2 separate regions of the Mus musculus genome follow, and region 2 is linked to region 1. Evidence: chromatin contacts called from public promoter capture Hi-C data. All regions are on one chromosome and are shown on one strand. The core of a region is the stretch at or near the end of the contact, and the rest is flanking DNA. Distances in the headings are between cores, read along the strand shown.

The links. Capture Hi-C pulls out chosen DNA fragments and counts their contacts.
Region 2: a promoter capture Hi-C map of adipose tissue shows a contact between it and region 1. The contact joins two enhancer-like sites. A contact is called at or near these places in 2 of 484 Hi-C or Micro-C datasets (cranial neural crest and nephron progenitors) and 2 of 9 other capture datasets (adipose tissue and pancreatic islet).

The regions. Positions count from the first base shown.
Region 1 is chr15:73,108,686-73,115,960 of GRCm38.p6, reverse strand. Ago2 (argonaute RISC catalytic subunit 2) reads left to right here. Exons shown (of 19, transcript NM_153178.4): 15 at 2,059-2,253; 16 at 4,140-4,274. Gm31725 (a long non-coding RNA gene) reads right to left here. Exons shown (of 2, transcript XR_384166.4): 1 at 5,326-7,275; 2 at 476-2,409. Among named protein-coding and RNA genes, the nearest start is that of Gm31725, 3.8 kb to the right of the region's middle. Within about 2 kb of position 2,695, at least 4 of the 459 cell types and tissues checked have an H3K27ac peak or open chromatin away from gene starts, as enhancers often do. A contact at or near this core is called in adipose tissue, where this site is marked.
Region 2 is chr15:73,219,756-73,227,030 of GRCm38.p6, reverse strand. It overlaps Ptk2 (PTK2 protein tyrosine kinase 2), which reads left to right. Exons shown (of 35, transcript NM_001358046.1): 29 at 5,162-5,224. Among named protein-coding and RNA genes, the nearest start is that of Mir151, 31 kb to the left of the region's middle. Within about 2 kb of position 4,105, at least 76 of the 459 cell types and tissues checked have an H3K27ac peak or open chromatin away from gene starts, as enhancers often do. A contact at or near this core is called in adipose tissue, where this site is marked.

The sequences.
Region 1 (7,275 bases), core at 1,446-3,945:
GGACAGGCATGGACTTCTGTAGTGGGGTTTGGAGTGCAGAGTGCAATGGGTGTCCTCTTACCACTCCTCTAGTTAAAGAATACCGGGTTCTAGAGCCAGGGTGGTTGAGCATATGAAAGGAAACAACAGCTCTTTTGGATCGTTTGTCTGAACCATGGATCCTGCCCTCACAAATGCCCACCTTGCCCAATCAGTTTCTCTAACTGGTTGTTCAAGTGCCTCAAAGAAGTGCTCACCTGGGGAGTGGGACCAAAAGGCCCTGAGTAGGCTCCCGCACTTCTTACTTGGCATGGCAGTACCAGCGTCATGCCCAGCTGAGCCTCAGCATCAAACCGTTCTCTACCACTTCCCTACAATTAATCTTTCTGAGCTTTTTCACATGTGCTGCAGTCAGCTCAGTGCCCTGGCATGCGTGTGCGTGCGTGCGTGCGTGCGTGCGTGCGTGCGTGCGTGCGTGCGTGCGTGTGTGTGTGTGTGTGTGTGTGTGTGTGTGTGTGTGTATAGTAGGTGCTAACCAGACTTAACATCACTGTTTATTTAATCCGGATTAAAGGGGTAGAGTATGGGATATGATATAGGATGAGACCCCATTTGCATCATGTGTGCTATGCATAGTTCTTGGCTGTGGCTTTCAGGTAGTATCCAGGGTCAGGATCTCTAATGCCAGAAAAGACCCGAACAGCCAATGTGCTTGGGGTCTGGCCCAGGTCTTGGGCTCTACCTGGTCATTGTTGGCTTTGTTTTCTCTGAGTCACTGTGTGCAGGGTCCTCTCTGTAGGCTTCGGAGACTTAGGCAAATGCATTAGTTACACACGTGCACACGCATACACACAGTTCATTGGATTGACTTAGAGGATGCAGTCTTAAAACAAAGGCCAAGAATAATTTGTAGTTGTTCAGTCTACAAGACTAGAGGTCTCGCCGGGTGTGGTGGTGCATGCCTTTAATCCCAAGGGAGGCAGGGGCAGGCGGATTTCTGAGTTTGAGGACAGCCAGGGCTATACAGAGAAACCATGTCTCGAAAAACCAAAAAAAAAAAAAAGACTGGAGGTCTCTGCGGTCCCAGTTCAGTTCTAGAGTCCAGGAGAACTGGAAGCTGCTGGTCTTCAGTCTAGTTGGAACCTGCCTGCAGTAACAGGAATAGACAAACTTGCCAACAGCAAGCAGGCAAAAGGTCGAAGGCTGCCACTAAGAAAGAGGTGTGACTCGGATTTTAGTGGGTCTCCCCACCTTTAATGATTCGGCAAAATCCCTCAGAAGCTTACCTCATCAGCTGCTGTGGCTTGGGTTGATACCAGCTGTGGGTGAGTTGACAACCAAGATCAGAACCAGGCTTATCAAATTCTAAAGAGCAGAAATCTATGCTTATTCCTGGTCCCCTCGATTCTCCATCAATAGGACAGGTTTCTGTTCATGTTGATTTATCTCTATTTATGCCAACTTGAAATATTTTTTGAACAAGGAGTTTGGCAAGGCTTAGAGACGATGCTCTGTAAGCTTTTCCGAGGAGTAGCTAGCCACCTGCTTCCCAGAAGTCCAGGGCTCTTCCCTGTGTGCTTTCAAGGTATAAGGAAGTGCTTTCCCCAGCCTGGAAGTGGGCAGGCCCTAGCTGTAGCTGATCCGTTTACTTTTGGTCCCCTAACCTCAGAATCCTGGCAGCATTGTGGGGCTCTGACTCTCTGGTTGCTCCTTCAGATGAGCCCTAAAACAGCCAAGTTGCTTCACGGGGCTGTGACCTTCCTAGGGATCTAAGACTGGGGATGCTAACTCTTTGATGGGCATAAGGCAATTTGGAGACGTGTTTGCTCCTAAAAAATCTAGAGGCACCCCCCCCCCCCAGTTGCTTTTTACAGGTAACCCAACCCCCTGACACAGTAAGGCTCAAGGTTGCCTTTTTCCCGTGTACCATGGGGCAAGTATCCCATCTTGAGAAGGGAGCTAGCAGTACTATCTGCTGTGAGGGACACTGGGAGATGCTTCTTATAGGCCAATCTCCAGCTGGACCCAAAAGAGGGACACCTGGAGCCCTTGTCCCCTGCTGACCGTGTCTGTCCACAGGTCGTGGGCAGCATGGACGCACACCCCAACCGCTACTGTGCCACCGTGCGCGTGCAGCAGCACCGACAGGAGATCATCCAGGACCTGGCTGCCATGGTACGAGAGTTGCTCATTCAGTTCTACAAGTCCACCCGCTTCAAGCCCACCCGCATCATCTTCTACCGCGATGGCGTCTCCGAGGGCCAGTTCCAGCAGGTGGGCCGCTCTGCCATCCTCTCTGCCTCTGTCAGTCGGCTGCTCAGAGTGGGAAGGCGGATGGTGGTGGTGTGGTCTGTGTCTTAGGAGGTGTCAGGTCTCAGGATGGGGGAAGGCAGGAGGGAAGTTTTGAATATAGGCCTGGGCAGTGGAGACCTGGGTGAGGATAGAGCCTCAGTCAGGCCAGGGGATATGAAGGCAGACTGGGAATTTTTACCTGCCCTGGGCCTTTCTAAGATCTGAAGTGCTGGAGAATCGACTTACTTGCCTTGACCACAGGCTGAAGACATGCAATAAAGTACATTTGCTTCCTATTTAGGGCAGAAGCTGCAACTTTCTCCTCTTTAGAACAGATATTCATTGCCCTAGGAGTACACTGCCCTGTCTGGTTCAGTTCTTTCTGGCCGAGTCTCTAGTGCTGTGTTCTGCAAGAGCTGTGTTGACAGCTTCCACAATGTACTTACGTGACCTCAAACCCTGTTGCCTCTCGGTCCATCCCCCTGGGCTTTCGATCCTTCCCAGTGCTTCTCCCTTGTAGGAAGGCCGGGCCTGTCATTCTCAGCTCCACTGCTCAGAGTACCAGAATCCCCACAACTTAACTGTCTGCGCTAGAATTCTACATATATTTTTAAAACATTGTAAACTGGTAGAGACTGTTAAATCTGGGCAAGGTCAAGCATGATGGTGCTGCACACCCTTAGTCCTAGCCCTGAGGAGGCAGGGGCAGGTGGATCCAGGCAGGCAGAATAATAAGACTTCGATTCAGATAGGCAGGTAGATAGATAGATAGATAGATAGATAGATAGATAGATAGATAGATAGATACATACATACATACATACATACATACATACATACATACATACATACATAGAGAGAGAGAGAGAGAGGGAGAGAGAGAGAGAGAGAGAGATAGGGCAGAATAATAAGACTTTGATCCAGATTAGACAGACAGACAGATACTGTCCTGCCACAATAAAAAGCCACTATTTCTGGTACTTGTGTATCAAACTCTTCACATGAGGCCTTTAGTACAGGACCCACAGTTGACAGGAGGAAGGAAGGAGCATTGCTGGGTACTGTGCAGTACTGAGCTCAGGGAGTTCTGGTCTGACTCAAGTGAGTGCTTGCTCCATTTGTCTTTCCTTTCCTCTCAGTAAGCAAGCAAGTGGCAACTGTCTCTGCTGCGCAAGCCCATAAGTCTTCAGGAGCATTGAGATCATGATGGATTCCAAGCCAAGCGGTCCCTATGTAGGGACTTGACTATAATTTACTATCAAATCTATATAAGCTAGAGTCAACTAGGCAAAGGGAACCTCCATGAAGAAGTTGTCTCAATCAGATGGCCTGTTGGTGTCATGTCTGTGGGACATCCTCATTTTGCTGTGTGATATAGAAGGCTCAGTCTACTTGGGGCAGCACCGTTCCTAGACAAGTGGGCCTGGGCTGACTGAGAAAGCAAGCTGAAGTGGATATATTGGTGCATGCCTTTAACCTCAGCACTGAGGAGGTAGAAGCAGGTAGATCTCTGAAGTCAGGACAGTCTTGTCTACATAATGAGTTCCAGGCCGGTTAGAATAAACAAAAGCACAAAAGTGTACATAAGCAAGCTAGTTAGCTGAGCAAGCAGCAAGTACTGTTCTTCCATGTTTTCTGTTGTGTTCCTACCCTTCCTTCCCTCAGTGATGGGATGTGGTTTGGAAGTGTGAACTAGGAAACCCTTTTCCTTCCCAAGTTGCTTTGGGCCGGTCTTTTTATCACGGTATCAGAATGAAACTGGGCCAACTGTCGGAAGGCAGAGTGGTATACCTGACCCAGTGCTGGCAAGACTTGGAAAGCCATTCCCAGCGTGCAAGAGGCATCTGACGCCTGCCTTTGTCCTGCAGGTTCTCCACCATGAGCTCCTGGCCATCAGAGAGGCCTGCATCAAGCTGGAGAAGGACTATCAGCCAGGAATCACGTTCATCGTGGTGCAGAAGCGGCACCACACACGCCTCTTCTGCACAGACAAAAATGAGCGGGTGAGTCAGAGCCCCACGGCTGCCACAGTTGATGGGGACCCAGGCTCGGGTGTCTAGCAAGGCTCTGGTGAGGAGGGTCCAAGCACGAAATGTCATGTATCTAATAAATGATGGGAGAGGTGGTTCAGAAATAAATTGCCAGGACTTGTGACGGGGCTCGGGGGGGGGGGGGGGGGTGTCTGGCTTGGTTGGCAGAATGCTGCCTAGCATGTGCTAGGTAAGACCTGGGTTTGATCCCCAGCTTTGCATGAGCTGTGACCCCAGTACCAGGAGGTAGACACAGCAGCATCGAGAATTGAGGTCATCAGTGGCTACAAAATGAGTCTAAGACCCTGCCCCAGAAAGAAAGGATGGGGAGGAGCAGAGAATTGAGAGAAACCAGCCATTGAGGGTGGAGGACTGGGCAGTCAGAGTGTGAAAGGATGGAGTCAGCCTGAGGCTCTCCACAGAGCGTGCCTTTGACTGGGAGCATACACATCTCGCGCGCTCCATCTGGAGAAAGGTAAGGGTCCCCAGACATGCGTGTACGTGTGTGCGGGTGTCCACGTGTAGAGACCAAAAGACAAACATAAAATGTCATCCTTAGGATAGGCAGGATGACCAGCAAGCCCTGGGAATCCTGTTTGTGCCTTTGCAACCCCGGGATTGTAAGAGTGCCACCGCACTTGGTGTGTTTATGTGGCTTCTTGGGTATAAATTTAGGCCTTTGTGCTCACGTGGCATAGCAGGCACTGTGCTGACTGAGCCGTCTCCCAAGACCCCAAAACATAAGCTCTGCATTTCTAACAGCACAATGAGGCACACATCCATGTATAAAGACAGCAGCTTGAGAGACATAGGCTGTCTAGAAGGGCAAGACCTCAAGTTGTCTACCAGACCTTGAACCCAGCGCTGTGGGTCCAGACCCCTCAGGCCTGGGATCACCACATTGTTGCAAGACGGTCATTGCAGTTCAGCTTTGCCCAATGGCCTCCAGTGTAGCCCAGTGTGTGTTTGTAAGTGTTGTGAAGTGACTGAGGTATAACTTGCCACAAAGAAAGAAACCACTTACCAGTAAACACTGCAGCTGAGGTCTCCAATGGCCCCAGTGTTGCATCCTAAAATGATGTAAAGAGGAAAAAAAAATCACAACAGCAAAAGCTTGCAGGATTTCAAAGGGAAATTGACAAATACAGTGTCATGGGTGGATGTTGTGACACACCTCTGTTGGAACCTGAACCAGGCAGGAATGAGTGGGAGGGGCCAGAAGAGCTGCAGGTGCTGGATTCACATGGAAGGACAAGAAGTCTCAGGTGGTTTCCAAACCTTGATCTCATAGAAACCATATGTTTTGATCATTATGCAAATGAAGTTTAAGAATGCTTGACACTATCGCTTTGCTGCCTGCCGCTCATGCATTAAAGATAGAAAGGAGACGACAGAGCACTCACAGCTGAACAAAACCGAAAGGTTTCATACCAGCTCAGCTCAGCCTGGAGACTCGAGTGCATTTATTATAAGATGAGAAATGGCCCTGCAGACCATGAAGGGAAGCTGTGGCGCCTGAAGCTGGGTCCCTTTGCAGCTCCGTGTCTGTTGCTACAGGTATTACTGCCTGCAGGCAGCTCTCCTCCCTAGACCAGGCAATAATGAGGAAGCAGATTCAATCTGCCTCCTTGGATGCCCGGGAGGAGGGAGAAGATGCGCTCTGGGGAAGCAGGCGGCATCAATTTCCTTGGATGGTGACACTTAGCCAGGGAAGTCTGAAACGTGCCACAAATGCTTATGGAGTTAGGTATATTTACAAAATCATCTCTGGAACTAAACCCAAAAATTCTTTTTTAAAAGCTACCCATGCCAAAAGTCTTGGGATCCAGAAAGCTTATGGGCAGGCAGGTTTCCCACACAGACCTTCAGCTCTGAATCCTCACAAAATGTGGCGGAAAACAGTCAAAGGAGTTCTGTACTCTGAATATTAGTATTAGTCTTGGCTTTATGGTGGTCAGAAGAGGATGTCAGGTAGCTCCCTCCCTCTGACACTGAAACTTGTGGGTGGCTGAGAGCAAGCGTGTGGGTCTGGACACCCATTCAGTCCTCTGCAAGAGCAGCAAGTGCTCTTCACCACGGAGCCGTCGCCCCAGTTCCTAGTTACAGAGTTATTTTATGAGGTTAGTTTGCAGGCAAGTTTCAGCAACCCTTCAAGGAGTAATGTTTTGTTACGACCTGTGATATCACAAGTCTGCAGTCCTAGCTTCCAGGGGCTAAGGCAGGAGAGACATCAGTTCAGGAGTAGACTTGGGTGTAGGACAGAGGCCTTTCTTGGAAAGCAGACAAACAAAAACTTGTGCAGTTTAGAAAAGAGTGAATTTTGCACAGATTTGGGCACATGACACTGAAATCCAGGACAGAGGGTCTGAGTTGTGTCTCCATCTGTTTCCCTGGACCTGCCCACAAGAATAGACTATTGGGAGGACTGACCAAAGGGCATAGCACTCGGTCCCTGGTGTGTTTATTGTTAAAAAGGAAGTGCCAGGGATGGGAGTTCAGATCCGTAAGCAGCCAGGAACACAAAACTGACAGTTGTCCATTCCCTGAGTGCTCTGGGAGATTTTGTGTAGGAATTGTTTAGCTGGGCATAGTGACACAAGCCTGCCGTCCCAGCATGCAGGAGGCTGAAACAGGAGGATTATCTTGAGTAGAGTCCAATCTCAGTGAGCTCTGGTCCAACCTGGGCTGCTACAGTGTGAGAGCGTGTCTATAAATACATAATAGAAGGATTTATGGCATTATTATTGCTTGTGCTAGCAAGAAAAGTAAAAAGTAGCCATACCCGGGTGGGGGGGGGTTTCTCCCTCTTTCTTCCTCTTCCTCTCACTCCCCCTCCCTGTCTCCCTTATTCTTTCTCCTCTCTCTAGTTGAAATATTAGGCTGATGGTGGTAGTGTACAGTTCACTTCCAGCACTTAGAAGGTGGAGGTGGAAGCATAAGGAGTTGGTCTCATCCTTAGCCTCATAGAGAATTG
Region 2 (7,275 bases), core at 2,856-5,355, 110 kb before region 1:
TTTAAGAATACACCAATTGTTGCTTGTCTTATGTCTTAAGCTTTTTTTTTTTTATCCAGAAAGCCTCCCTACCATATACTCACATTTGTTTGCATTTTAAAAAATGAAATTATTTGACTTGCTAATGGGTCTCAGTGCAGGTGTGCTACTATGGCTCCAGTAAGTAGAGGTTTGTGTTGACACCAGGCTAACCTGTCAACAGGGTCAAAAGAAAACGAGTTTCTGTGCTTCCTGTGGTGCTGGGCAGACACGAGAGTCTGGACAGTGTGTGAACTCAGTCTTAAAAGAAAAGCTGGAATTTGCACAGCAAACAGGCACAGGAAATACATTCCAGGCAGTGGGAAGAGCGTGGGTATTGATGTGGGGTCATGGGACTAGTTTAGCCAGATGTGACCCAAGCTGGTCTCTGTGGGAGTTGGGGAATTCTCATCAGAAGGCTCAGAGGTGCCTGTATTCTACAGGCTTACTCTTTCTTTGAGATTATTTTCATACACTGCACCTCATCCTGAAATACATGGTAACTTTTGGTAAAGTCTAACTCATGCTCTGTGCAGGATGTCTCCAGCCTCCAGGTAGCTCCAAGTGTGTGTGCATAGCCCATGTGCAGAACTAAGTAACGCATGCCCAGACCCCTGACTATAATGTCTGCCTTAAAGCGTCTCCCTCTGTATGTAGCAGCAAGGCCTGCTGAAGTGGGATAGCTTCACAATTCAATTCTAACTTATCCTGTATAGTTCTGTGATCTCTGAGGAGGTACCTGCTTTAACTGCCTGAATAAAGTGCCGGCTGTCTATATAGAGCCTCAACTGTCTTAGTTCCTCCTTGGCACTGAGCTGCCACACTGTGCATTTTTGTGTGGTACACTCTATTGTTAGTTAGGCCTTTAGCTGCTGCTGTTACAAGGTCTCACTAAATTGTCCAAGCTAGCCTTCTATTTACTCAGTGTGTAACTTAGGATCCTAAGGTTGTAACCCTTCTCCCTCAGATTAACTGAGATCACAGGCCTTTGCCTGTCACCCTGTTTGTTTGTGTTTGTTTGTTTGTTTGTTTGTTTGTTTGTTTGTTTTAAAATTGGATTGGGGCTGCATCTCAGTGGTAAGTGCTTGACTGGCATGTGTAAAATGCTGGGTCTAGCCCCCAGTATAGGGAAGGGAAAAAAAGTCACACACCTATAATCCTAGTACTTAGCAGGGTGAGGCCATGTTGCTATTCCTGGCCAACTGGAGCTATAATGTGAGACCCAATCCCAAAGCTTGTGTTTTCTTTTCTTTATTCGTTTTCAGTTCTTGTTACCCTATATGTTTTTCTCCTAAAGAATTGCCTGCTTGTGCCTTTTGTTCTTTGCCTGCTTTTATTTAAAAGTATGTTCTCCGTGAAACATGATTGTATATATTAAACATTCTACTCATATGTAGAAGCTTTGGAAAGGCTTACCAAGTCCAGTGGAAGCATCTTAGAGGCTTGATTGCCTTCTGCAACATCCCTACATGCTTACAGCTCCTGGGTTGGGCTTTTGTACTAATTCATTCAGAATTTTGATTTACACTCACTGAGTAGTGATATCCTAGTGCTGGTGTTTTCAAAACATTCTCCTCCCCTTGCCCCCATTTTCCCCCTCCCCACTCCTCTTAGCTGTTCTCTCAGCACATCAAAGTTGCCAGATTCTGAGCTAACTCCGTTACCTTTCTCTGTGGTTTTCATGTCATTTCCCTTATACACTCAGCCGTGGAAAGCCGAGGCGGTGCTGCTTTTTTACTTTCTCCCACATTCACTGAGACCAGATCCTCTTGGTTCTGAGTGCTGCCATCCTCACACCTTCACTGATTATGTCAGGCTCTTCACAGGCCCATCCACTCTCAGCATATACTGATGAGTAACTGCATATCAGTAAGCCAGGTGCAGTGAGGAGAAAGAGACAAACTAATGAAGCAGTAGACAGAGAAGGAGAGGAGAAGTTAAGTGCTTTGAAAAGAATCCGAAGAGGAGATTCAAAGAACAGGTGCAGAGCCCCAGGGTGAACATACAGGGTGGGGCACAGAGTGGACACTGTCCCATCCTAATCTGGTTTAAAAAAAACAAAACAAAACACCAAAGTATCTCCTGCCACTCGCTGTCTTCAGAGTGCTGTCTGCAATTGCATTCATTTCCATGTGTAGCCTGGAAGGAGATGGGTAGCACAGAAGAGCACCAAGTGGAAGCAGACAAGCCTGAGGGCTTCCCTCTTAAGCTACAAGTGGGTGGTGGAGAGAGGCTGTTAGATGAGTGACAAGCAAGCTCTACTGGCCTGTTTAAATCACAATGTAATGTTCTCTGAAATGCTGTCACTCTTTCTATGTGTTGTCCCTGCTAAACTGAGGTATCCTGGAATCAGTCTGTGCCCATTTCATTCCAACCAGGCCCTATGTTTAGCATAGAAAGTGCTGGGCACTGGAGTCAGTAAACAGAGCTTCTTTCATGCATTTTCTTGTCAGATTGCTCTTGACAGATTGTCATGTGTCTGGGCACAGATACCCTTTGGGAGGCCATTGGGTGTATGCACCTGCCCATAAGCAGAAATGCATGTGAGAGTGGAAGAGTGTGGTGATGTTTGAGTAGGAGAGAACTGTGTGTCTACAGAAGGCCCTTCCCATCTGCTTTCATCTGCACATGCCTGTGGGCTCCTGCACCATAGCCATGTTATCTTCTTGGAGCACATTTCATCTGTCCAATCCCTGAATACCTGCGACTGCTGAACCAGAGGCACTAGCGAGAGTTTGTAGCGACTTTAAAGAGACTATGCTAAAAGACATTACTGGAGCTGCCCTCTGTTGGATCGGCAAGGTTCCAGCAGCCTGAATGTAGTATGTTTCTCTCAGAGTAGTATGTCTGCAGAAAAGGAGGGTCTTATCAAGTGTGTAGACCACTAGAGATCAATCCTCCCATGAAGTAAAAAATCAATAGAAAAATGACATTTCTAGTGAAATATACAAGCCCAATCTTGTTATTTCTTTGAAATGTTTTCATGTGTATGTGCACTGTATATACATAGAAAAGTTGGTTCTCCTTCCATAGTGGAACTTGGGGGCGCGGGGGGGGGGGTGCAAACTCAGATTCAGGTTTATCACAAGCCCTCTCACTGTTGAGCTATCTCACTGACCCAGGCCACCATATAAGCTCTGGCATCTTAAAAAGAAATCCTGGGCTGGTGAGATGGCTCAGTGAGTAAGAGCACCCGACTGCTCTTCCAAAGGTCCGGAGTTCAAATCCCAGCAACCACATGGTGGCTCACAACCATCCGTAACGAGATCTGACTCCCTCTTCTGGTGTGTCTGAAGACAGCTATAGTGTACTTATATATAATAAATAAATAAATCTTTAAAAAAAAAAAAAAAGAAAGAAAGAAATCCTGTCCAAGTTTCTGTAGAAGCTTCTAAAGACATCCACTGTGTCACTGGGCAAACTGGGCAGCATTTGTGGGCTGCATTCTTCCCTACTATGAGCAGACAGAGTCTATTACCTCAAAGTTGACCAATTCTATTTATAGTACTGTTTGAATTATTTTCCACTAGATCACAGTAACTGTTCTTGGAAGACTTAGGTCTCCAGAACTCCTACTAGGTTTGGAAGTAGCTGCTGTTTGCGGCTACTGTCATCCACTGAATCATTTACCAATTGCTTGGGTGGGTCAGAGGTCTCTTGTCAGATCATGGTCCTGCACAGGATAATTTTGAGGACAACAGATCCTGCCTGAGGTCACATGCCCTCTTGACAGCAAATGCTCCTTGTTCTGCCGTGTCCCCTCTCTTTTCCCCAGCTCAAGATTGTGGCCTTACTCAGATGCCCTGTGCATGTGAATCCCTACTGTAATTGCTACTGGACTCCTTTGCCAGAGTGCTAGCAGCCAGGGCTGCTGGAGCTGCAGTCTGATGAGAAGCCTTGTTTTCCTCTGAGCACTGCTTAAAAATAGTGACTAGGCTTCTTATTACTGTACGAACAGAATTGTACTAAAAAGGGGACTTTTTATAGTTTAAATGTGGAAGCCCTGACTACATAAAGCCTACTCTGTTCCTCTCACAGAGGACCCACTCAGTCCGAATGAAGGAAAACCAATGAGGGAACTAGGGAATAGTAGCAAAGGGCTGCCTGCCAGAGAATAGCCTACTGTGGCAATCCCTTCCCCCTCCCTTACAGGCTTCCAGGGAGAAAGCTCTCTGCATTTTCTGGCAACATGAGCCTTGAGCTGTCTGACTGGCCCAGGCTGCCTTATAAACTCTGGCATCCTAAAAAAAAAAAAAAAAAAAAAAATGTCTATCCAAGTTTCTATGAAGACATCCATGATGTCCCCTTGTGGTGAACTGGGCAGCGTTTGTGAGCTACACTCTTCCCTACTGTGAGCACATAGACTCTGTTACCTGGAAGTTGACTAGTTCTATTCATAGTACTGTCCAAAATTTCCTATTTGGCCAGATTTTAAGCTGTTTGTTGCTGCATCCCTCAATCCTGATTCAATGCCCCACAGGTGGAAGCAACAAATGAAAACAGTGCAAGACCCCAAACTGCACAGCAGATCTCCTTCCAGCCATAAGAAGCCGCTCTGACCAGTCCACATGGCTCTGAACAGGAAAAAAAAAAAAAAAAAAATGTAGGGCCCTAACCAGAAAATTAAGAAGGGGCACACAAAATGGCTCAGTGGATAAAAGCAGTTGATAAGGAGCTGAGCTTGATCCCTGAGACCCACGTGGTTTAGGAAGAAAACCAACTCTCTCAGGCTATCCTGACCTCCTCTCACACACCACAGTATGTGCATATGCACATGTACACTCACACATACACACTAAATAAATATGTAATTAGAGTTATTAATATTTACAGAATTCAGATAGAAATCATTTAAGATCACCTAAAGATTGACACTGTGGGCTAACCATAAGCTCAGTGGTAGAGCACATGTCTCACATGTTCATGAGCCTCAGTTACATTACCAACACCGAAAGAAACAATGGTGGGCTTACCATCACAGATCCAAGAAGTGGTTGCCACTTGGGAGCAGTGTCACAGTGACACTGAGATGATGTTGGGTACAGGCGAGAAGACCAGCCGGAAGCTGCTGCTGTAGAGGGTGAATATGTCAGTAACATACACATATTAATGAAATTATTTTGGCCTTTGTTTTGATCTTCAGAAACCTGATGTGAGGCTCTCTCGAGGCAGCATCGACAGGGAAGACGGGAGTTTTCAGGGTCCGGTAAGCACCTGCCTGCACTGTCCCCAGAGTTGGTCCCAAATTCTATATTGGAGCCTCCCACATTTTATTGAAAGACATCAAGGCATGCTGACATTCATGATATGGAATAGAATGACCTTTCTGTAAAACACAAGAAAGTTATCTAAGACTGTCAAAATATGCCATGTTCCAGATTTTCATAGATGCAGATCACTGTCCTGTTACTGATAACAGATTTTTAGCAGTGAAGCTGTACTCTGTCTAGTAAGAATTAGAGTAACAGCTACATTAGTTGTTAAAGATGGACTTAAACTACCTCCTGCTTCCAAGTCCCAGGATGACACAATGCTGGGCACAATTACAACTTTTCTCATAGTCATTTAAAACTTGTTCAAGCAAGATGTCTTTCTTCTGGTTTTTAGGGCAGAAATACCTAAACTGTCTTTAAACAGCTAGCCCTTAAAACAGAATCCATGCAACTGCCTATAGTTCTATTCTACACATGTGTACCTTGTTAGATGATCCAGAATGCTCTGAGAACAGATACTTTCATACTGTGTGTGTGTTTTACTGTTGGGCCTATGAGTACAGCCCAGCCCACAGACACTGTTGTTAAAGGTCTGCTCACCTTGGCCATGTTTAGGGGTGCCTCTCATACAATGTGCTGGATTTCCTCCATGTGTGCTCCATGTGTCCACCATCTCTTTTCACTTCACTGTCATCCACGTAGGGCAAAGATCTCTTTTGTACCCACAGCAAGAGTAGAACAGGGGGGCTCAGTAATTGTCCTAACATTTAGTAAGTGGATGGCATGTGGAGTAAAAAGCACCATGCAAAGCAAGTTCTTGGAGAGCCATTCTTCATACCTTGTTCCCTGAGGGGTGATAGAGTGTACACTGCTTTTCATGCAGGAGGTCCTGGGTTGGTTCCCCAGAAACACTAAAAATTAAAGGGTTTTGCTGGGCTGATTAGAAACACTGGCTGTTCTTCCAGAGGTTCTGAGTTCAATCTCCAGTGACCACATGGTGGCTCACAACCATCTGTAATGGGATCTGATGCCCTCTTCTGGTGTATCTGAAGACAGCTACAATGTACTCATAGACATTAAATAAGTAAATCTATCTTTAAAAAAGAAAAAAAAGAGAGAGGTGTTTTTTTCCCCCCAGGTATAGTGGGTGACACATACCTGATACCTGTAGTCTCATATACACTTGGACACACATACTTTAAAACTTTTTTTTTTCCTTTGGTTTTTCAAGACAGGGTTTCTCTGTGTAGCCCTGGCTGTCCTGGAACTCACTCTGTAGACCAGGCTGGCCTCGAACTCAGAAATCAGCCTGCCTCTGCCTCCCAAGTGCTGGGATTAAAGGCGTGCACCACCACCGCCTGGCTACTTTAAAACTTTTTTTTTTAAAGATTTATTTATTGATTATATGTAAGTACACTGTAGCTGTCTTCAGACACTCCAGAAGAGGGAGTCAGATCTCAATTACGGATGGTTGTGAGCCACCATGTGGTTGCTGGGATTTGAACTCCGGACCTTCGGAAGAGCAGTCGGGTGCTCTTACCCACTGAGCCATCTCACCAGCCCCAAAACTTTTTAATCCTTACTTTAAAAAAAAAAAAAAAGATGCTGAGGCTGGAGGATCAGTTAAGTTTAGGGTTTCCTACCCGGCATGGGCTACATAGCAGAATCTAAAAGCCAGCCATATTAGTTACTTTTTCTTGTGTTAAAACACCATGACCAAGGCAATTTATAGAGGAAAACATTTATTTAGGGTTTATGGTTGCAGAGTGTAGAGTCCATGATGATAGGGCAGCATATTGACAGGTGGAGATTGCTTCCAGTAACACTCTTCTTTCAACAAGGCCTAAACCTTCCCCAAACAGTGCCACCTGATGGGGCTCACATGTTTAGACATCCCTGCCCAGCAGGGAGGTGTGCAGTCAAACAACTACACTAACAATTTAAGTCATTTAGATATTCAATCAATGATTTTTTTTTTTAATCAAGGTAAGTAGCATGTTAAACAGCTGTAATTGTGAAATAGTTTTGAGGGCACGGCAGGGCA